Linked DNA regions of Xenopus laevis: region 2 is linked to region 1. A link is a contact called in public Hi-C data. All regions are on one chromosome and are shown on one strand. The core of a region is the stretch at or near the end of the contact, and the rest is flanking DNA. Distances in the headings are between cores, read along the strand shown. Region 1 overlaps gse1.L (genetic suppressor element 1). Region 2 overlaps gse1.L (genetic suppressor element 1).

Region 1 (3,408 bases), core at 607-3,106:
ACATCATGGGAAGGCTGTTTCTGATAGGCCGCAAGCCTGCATGATGCTGTTGACATCATGGGAAGGCTGTTTCTGATAGGCCAGAAGCCTGCACGATGTTGCTGCTGACATCATGGGAAGGCTGATTCTGATAGGCTGCAAGTAAACAGCTGTGCTTGTGATTTTGTATATGGAACACAAACCTTTGAGGCACAAAACCCATTTCATTGGCAGTTGGAATTATGTGTTATATATTGGAACTGGCAATTTTTTTTTTCAACAGTATTGCACCTTACTGTACTTTATTGCTTATCAGATGAGCTTTTTAGCACCAGATATTATAGGGCTGGCATAAATGTATATCACAGTGACTGCTTAGTGCTTCTGACTTTTCAAGATGCTGAACATCAGGTAAGATTGTTGGAGGTACTCGTACAGCTCCTTGATACCACATGGTTTATCCCGTGGCTCAACAGTAGCACATCTGACTCCAGATCAAAAGATTTGCATATTCAAATAATGTCAGGGTCAGTTGCCATTTCATTTGCTAAGTCAAGATTGCCTTGGGAGTGCCAGATAAAGGGGTTCTCACAGAAACACCACATGGTTTTACCCCTTCTTGAGCACAAGTTGTTCACTTGAGCTTGATGTGGAAGATTTATACACAACCTAGGTCTGATCCAGTGATTATTGCACCTTTAGGAAGAGATGCCTCTTGGCACTCACTGTAATGTTGTGAAGGTTCCATGCTGGCTTTGCCATTGGCTGCTCTTCAGAGTCACATATTTTAGCATTCCAGTTTGTTGTGTGTGCAGAACACTAACTAGTTTAACATGTTTTATGTATATATATCAGTAGAATATCACCTTCTGTTGGTGAAAGATTGTTCTGCCACACTGATTCCCACTGTTATGTTCTATTAGATTTTTATGTAATACTCTTGAGTTGTTTCCTTTAGTTTGCTAAGCTTTCTTACTCACTCTAAACTGCTAAACCATGTTAGACATCCTGGGGTTGATTATTTGGCCCATGGCACAGTCAGTCAGTTATAATATATACAGGTTCAACATTTGGCTATTCGTGCAATCGGCCCGTGGTCCAAACCAGCAGGTAAGGGCTATTCCACACGGGGAGATAGCCTTGCGTTTGCGGTCGCGGCGACAAAGCGCCGCGCCAGTCGCCGCGACCGGCGCAGGCGACAGTTTTGTATGGGCGCCTATGTAAAAACGCCTGTGCTAACCACACGAGGCGATGCGCTTTTCAACAGTCGCCTGAAAATGCCTCGCCAGGCTTTTTCAGGCGACTGTTGAAAAGCGCATCGCCTCGTGTGGTTAGCACAGGCGTTTTTACATAGGCGCCCATACAAAACTGTCGCCTGCGCCGGTCGCGGCGACTGGCGCGGCGCTTTGTCGCCGCGACCGCAAACGCAGGGCTATCTCCCCGTGTGGACTAGCCCTAAGAGCAGAGAGTTAACAGCAACTCCTCTCATGTTGGTATCTTCCTATTCCATGGCCACCTATTAACTAGTTAACCTCTTATTCACTAGCATTCTTCCACATGACTCTTCCAGTGCTTCATTAGGACTCTCTGGAAGTATGAAAAGTGGATTATGTCTGAACTTATTTCAGCTTCAAGCAGGGAAACTGTAAAATGCCTGTAAAATGCAGATTTATGGCTGACGTGAATGCAGTAATGGCTCCAGGCTATGGTTCTCAGCAGCCTTGATTGGTGGCTTACACACTAAGCGTGATCCTGAGCTTTCATTGTCCAGGTAATTGAGGGCAGGGAGCTAGGACAACCCTTGCACTGTATAGATGTATCAGAAGCTGTGTTCATCTGTGTAGCTAGAAAATATACACTACTGACCTGAAATAATCAATTGTTCTCCCTCCCTCTGTCCTGCCTGCAGGGCACATCTCAGATGCCACAGACCTGCTGTGTCTGTTCTCCTGATCCTATTGTGGAGAAGTTAATTGGAATGTGTGTGACAGAGAGGGGTTCATCAGCCCCCCTCCCCTCCAGAGATAAACAGCTACTGCTCCACCTCTCCAAGCTCCTCTGTTTCCCGTTGCATGCCCTAAAGGCAGCTAACCCTGATCTCCCACAGCCACATTCATTAGTCAGTCTCTCTTCACTTACTGATTCAAACTGCTGAATTTTTTATGTACTCTACGATTATGCATTATAGTCCTGCTATATATCTATATATATATATATATATATATATATATATATATATATCTATATATATATATCTATATATATATATATCTATATATATATATATATATCTATATATATATATATATATATATCTATATATATATATATCTATATATATATATATATATATATATATATAGATATATATATATATATATATATATATATATATATATATATATATATATATATATATATATATATATATATATCCTGCTCTGCCCCAAGCTTACAATCAAGCTGGTAACGCGTGAGGCCCAGACATAATGTCATTTCACAAGGAATTGATACAGGACATAGAACCAGGATATCCTTCATAAAATTCTGTTACAGTGTACACAAAATGTATCAGTACAGAAATGTGTTTGGTTTAATAGTTCATCCGGTACAAGAGGTGTTGAATGCAAACAAATATGTTTTAGGGGTCTGGCTGTGAATGTGTTAATAGGTTTGCAACATCCTTCCACCCCCCCCCCCAGCCTCTGTAGTATGTGCTGCTGTCTCTGGGCTAATCAGCACCTCTGTTCTCCAGAGTCTCTCTCACCCTTTGCTTGCCCTTATCCCTCTGACAGGTATTGATCTGCGCAGATGTCCCTAGTGATGTTGTAAGACATGGGGAGCTTGCTTTTAACCCCTTATCCGCAGAAAACCCCTTTGTTAAAACAAAGAAGAAAGGGTGACTGCTGTGTGGGTGCGACTACTCCAAAGGGTAAGTCCACACGAGCTGGGTCGGGGGCGACAATCTCCCCAAAACTTGCCTGCGGCAATTCACATGCAGCGCTTCATTTTCCGAAGTTTCCTTGTAAAGCAACTTTGGAAAAAAAAGTGCCGCATGTGAATGGCCGCAGGCGAATTTCATTTTAGCCGGCGGAGGGCAGGGGGAAGGCAGCTGGGGCGACTAATCTCCCCGAATCTGCTCGTGTGGACTGACCCTAAATCAGTGCAATGCAAGCAATTAATCTCTTATAGACTTACCATGGAATCTCTGTGTGTGCCATCTTCAACTAGTGGCTTCTGGGAAACACACAGCCCAAGTTATGTCTGAAAGGTATAGAAACATTGTTTTTGCTCAGGAAAGGTGCATGCATACTGTACATACTGGGGGTATTTCATTGTTCTGCACACTTTCAGGGCACAGCTATAATGCATTCCTGGAGACATATTAAACCTTCAGATACAAGTTTGTGTATGTTGCATGAATCTGTG
Region 2 (3,593 bases), core at 724-3,223, 40 kb before region 1:
CATACTGACACCTACCCACCATCATTTTGTACACAGTTGGGTCTGCGTTACATTTTTGCTCAGCATGTGCCACATGAGTAGCCTATAAAGCCTTCCTACCGGGAATAAAATAAAGAAGAAAATAGTTGCAGTAAATTGTCTGACAGTTTGAAGCACCAGTCTTCCAGTTCAGAGACGTTATACTTTTCCCTTTCAGCCGCTCCAATTACTCCTTTCCAAGGCCGTACAGGTCCCCACTCCCTGCTGAGATGCATGTCACACATGAGTAGGTGTTTGCTGAGTGATGCTTGAGATGATCACTCAAAAACCCAGTGTGAGCCAGCCAGACAGCAAAACAGGTTCACTGCCATTGTTCCTAATACAGCTCCATTTTCAGCAATTTTTCCTGCCAAGGCATTATTTACATCAAGGATAGGAACGCTTATGCACTTCAGATATTTAGAACTACAGTTCCCAGCTAGTGATGACCAGTTTCGCTGAAATTTGCGAAATGGCCAACACATTGATGTCAATGGGCGTTTTTCATACAACAGTTTACAAACAGTGCAACATTTTTGTCACTATAAATCTAGAATCTATATGCACTTTTTTTTGCAGCAAAATCTTTTACTCATTCCTTCTCCCAGCATCCAATAATTAGCTGTCCTAGTAATCTGGAGAGCCCACGTGTGCAGGTCTGAGATTTCGATTTAGCCCTGTGCTTTGTGCCTCATGATGATACCAATGGAGTTAAATTATCAACCCCCTAGCTTGTGAACATACAGTTCTAGACTCATGCTGCTTAGATGAAATGACGTTATTAAACGGTGATGTATCTCCTTGTTCTAAAAAAAAGTTAATTCATTCAAAAATTATTGCATTTTTCTGCATATGTGGATGCTGTCTTTTACCTGATTATACAAGTAATGAAAAGGTGTTCTTCAGGGTGTTCCTTTAGGTGACCCAAACAGTTTAGCCACAGTTAAGCTACCCACCCAGATGGTGTGCTAAATTGGGCTTAATGCAATAAGGACCACTGCAGACCACTTTGTGCAAGCCTTTCTCAAACCTGGCCAATAGATATCTGGCCAGTCCATAGCATATATTGGTTGGACAGATTAACATTTGGGCCCCATGCATGATCGAAAACTGACACCTTGGTGTGGAGCAGCCAGGTGAGCAGACCCTTGTTTCCATAAACTAGACGTGTCTCAACTGTAAAGTAGAGTAGGTTGATTAAATACCAAAAGACCTAATAGATCTGCTCATTTGGAAAGGCCAATAAAAGATTAGATCTTTGCTGGATAAAAAGCCTCCATACTCGGGCCGATAAAAGCTGCTGACAGACTGAGTCGGCAGCTTATTTGCCCCTGTGTGAGCCAGATGCCGATCAGGCAGGGTAAAAAATCCCGTCGGCCTCCATTCTGATCTGAATATTGGGCCCTAGGGCCCACAATCTGATCAACCTGATATTGTCAACTTCATTGTGGGCATATCTGGGAGAGATCCGCTCGTTTGGCGATGGATCTCCCTGTGTATGGCCATCTTTAGTCATCTGCATGGTAGACCAAATTGGTCTGAACGTTTGGAGGCCAGATCTACAATTGGATCGGGGGAAGGGCAGAGCAGAGGACCACATCAAAGTGTTTCCAAAACCTGTTTGTTGACTCTTCCACCTCCAGAAGGCCAGCTAGCACTTAAGAAAGTTGGTATGTATTAATTTTATGTAGTGATTTAAGTGTTCTGCTGCTTGGCAATGACAGATCCAAAGGTTCTAACTAAAAAGGCATTTTGCACCATTTGGTTAATAAAAGGAAGGAGAGACTCAAAGAAATTGTGAGAGGTCCTTGTCCTATATGCAGTGTTTATGTAACTACTCATATTAGGACTAAACCTTCCCTAATTTCACAGGAGACTTCTGGGGCATAGACTTAGTAGCCTGTCTGTCCGGGCAAATAAAATTAAATTTAGTTTCTTACACACTCATGTGCTGCTTGTATGGAAGGTGTGCATCTCCAGCATTACTTTAGCCTGCACCATATCCCTCCCATAACATCCTGAAAGCTGTGTAAGTTGTGCTTTTAACTGGTGTTTTTTTCTGACGTAAATACAATATTAAAGATTAAATGTTGACTGTGGCATCATCCCAATATGTTTCTCACTTTTCACTTAAAACAAATGCTCTATATTTTAGAGTATGTGATGTATATACTGCTTGGAAGAGAGGTGATCATTTGGCTTTTAGGCTCAGGAGGGCTACTGGCTTTCTAAAGTCAGAATCAACTGCAAGCAAATGGGTTAACAGAAAGAAACATCTCTTGAATTTCCCATCTCTGTCAGGCGCTGATACCCCATTTTGCCATCAGCTGTGTGATTATCATTATTATTTAATGGCTGTACATATTCAGCTGCGTGGGACCATACAGCATACAAGCTCTCAACTGGCCAGAGATTGAAATTGCACTGCAGCCTTTAGAGCGACACCTCCCATACAGGGCACATGGGATTGCTTTTTACAGCTACCTGTGGTCGTTTTCAAAGGAGTGAGTCTCTGTCTTGAAAGGCCCAAAAAGAGCAAAGGGAGACAGTAATGAGAGGCTGTGATGTGCTGTGTTTCAAAGTGCTCTGTTTTTTTTTTCTGTGAGCCTTTTATTCTACACCGACTCCCCGAGGTCTGATTTCCCCCTTTCAATAGTCAGAATGGGTAGCCTGCTGCTCAGATTGCACTTCATTCACTATCATTTTGTGTCATTTAGGCAGCCAGATCGGTGCTATAGAAGGAGTGGAGAGAGACTGTTTGTGGTTCCTGTGATGTGTTATTTGAAGGATCTCAGCCTAGCTGGGAAACTGTAATAGCCTCCCACATGGGCCTTGTTGCATTATCATGCCCCATATTCCTGTGGGATTCTCAGAGATGCTGTTAGGAGTAAAGGTGACATCCCTGTGAATGTTTACAAATGATTTTCTGTGCTGCAAATCACAATGTTTCTGTTTTGCCAGTGCAACGTTAGTGCTTTGATGAAAGCAATGCAGGGGGGACTTCCTAATTCAAATATGGCTGACTTACATTTGTTTTGATCAGCTGTGTGTCAGAGAAGAGCCTAAATACTAAATTAACAACAAGGGCAACGCAACTTCCCAACTGTCCTATTTTTCGTGGGACAGTCTCGATGTGACAGCTCAAACCCCCAGTCCTGGATTGTTACTGAAATGTCCAGTCTCTTTGATCTCTTGCACCGAACAGCCAAAAAAAGATACAAAGTTTCTAACTTAATTGGCTTTTGGCAGAAAGTCCAGAATATGTGCCAAGTCCACTTAGATTTGTAACAATTTAAGATAGGCAAAGAAGCAATTGTAACAATTTAAGATAAGCAGATCTCTTGGGGAAACTGTGACTTGCAGCTTAAAGGTCAATTCACCTTCATTAACAAAACTGTAGTAACACATAAAAACCACAAAAATGTGTTCAAACTTTCATAACCTGGCAAATGTTGTAAAATGAACATGGTAATTAGGGGGTGTGGCCACAAAAATGGGCATGGTCAAAAGTGTTGCCGCACTCCATGCGCCAAATCTTTTTGTCTCTCTTTCTGTTTCCAAAGTGTTGGGAGATA

Evidence for each region. A called contact is a pair of places that touch in the nucleus more often than the background predicts.
Region 2: a Hi-C map of the XTC cell line shows a contact between it and region 1, with 1.8 times the contacts expected there. The contact joins two enhancer-like sites. A contact is called at or near these places in 2 of 4 Hi-C or Micro-C datasets (the XL177 cell line and the XTC cell line).

The regions. Positions count from the first base shown.
Region 1 is chr4L:58,954,104-58,957,511 of Xenopus_laevis_v10.1, reverse strand. All of the region lies in intron 2 of gse1.L (genetic suppressor element 1), which reads left to right. Among protein-coding and RNA genes, the nearest start is that of gins2.L, 50 kb to the right of the region's middle. Within about 2 kb of position 1,856, at least 4 of the 7 cell types and tissues checked have an H3K27ac peak or open chromatin away from gene starts, as enhancers often do.
Region 2 is chr4L:58,994,296-58,997,888 of Xenopus_laevis_v10.1, reverse strand. The region is part of intron 2 of gse1.L (genetic suppressor element 1); the gene reads left to right. Among protein-coding and RNA genes, the nearest start is that of gins2.L, 90 kb to the right of the region's middle. Within about 2 kb of position 1,973, at least 1 of the 7 cell types and tissues checked has an H3K27ac peak or open chromatin away from gene starts, as enhancers often do.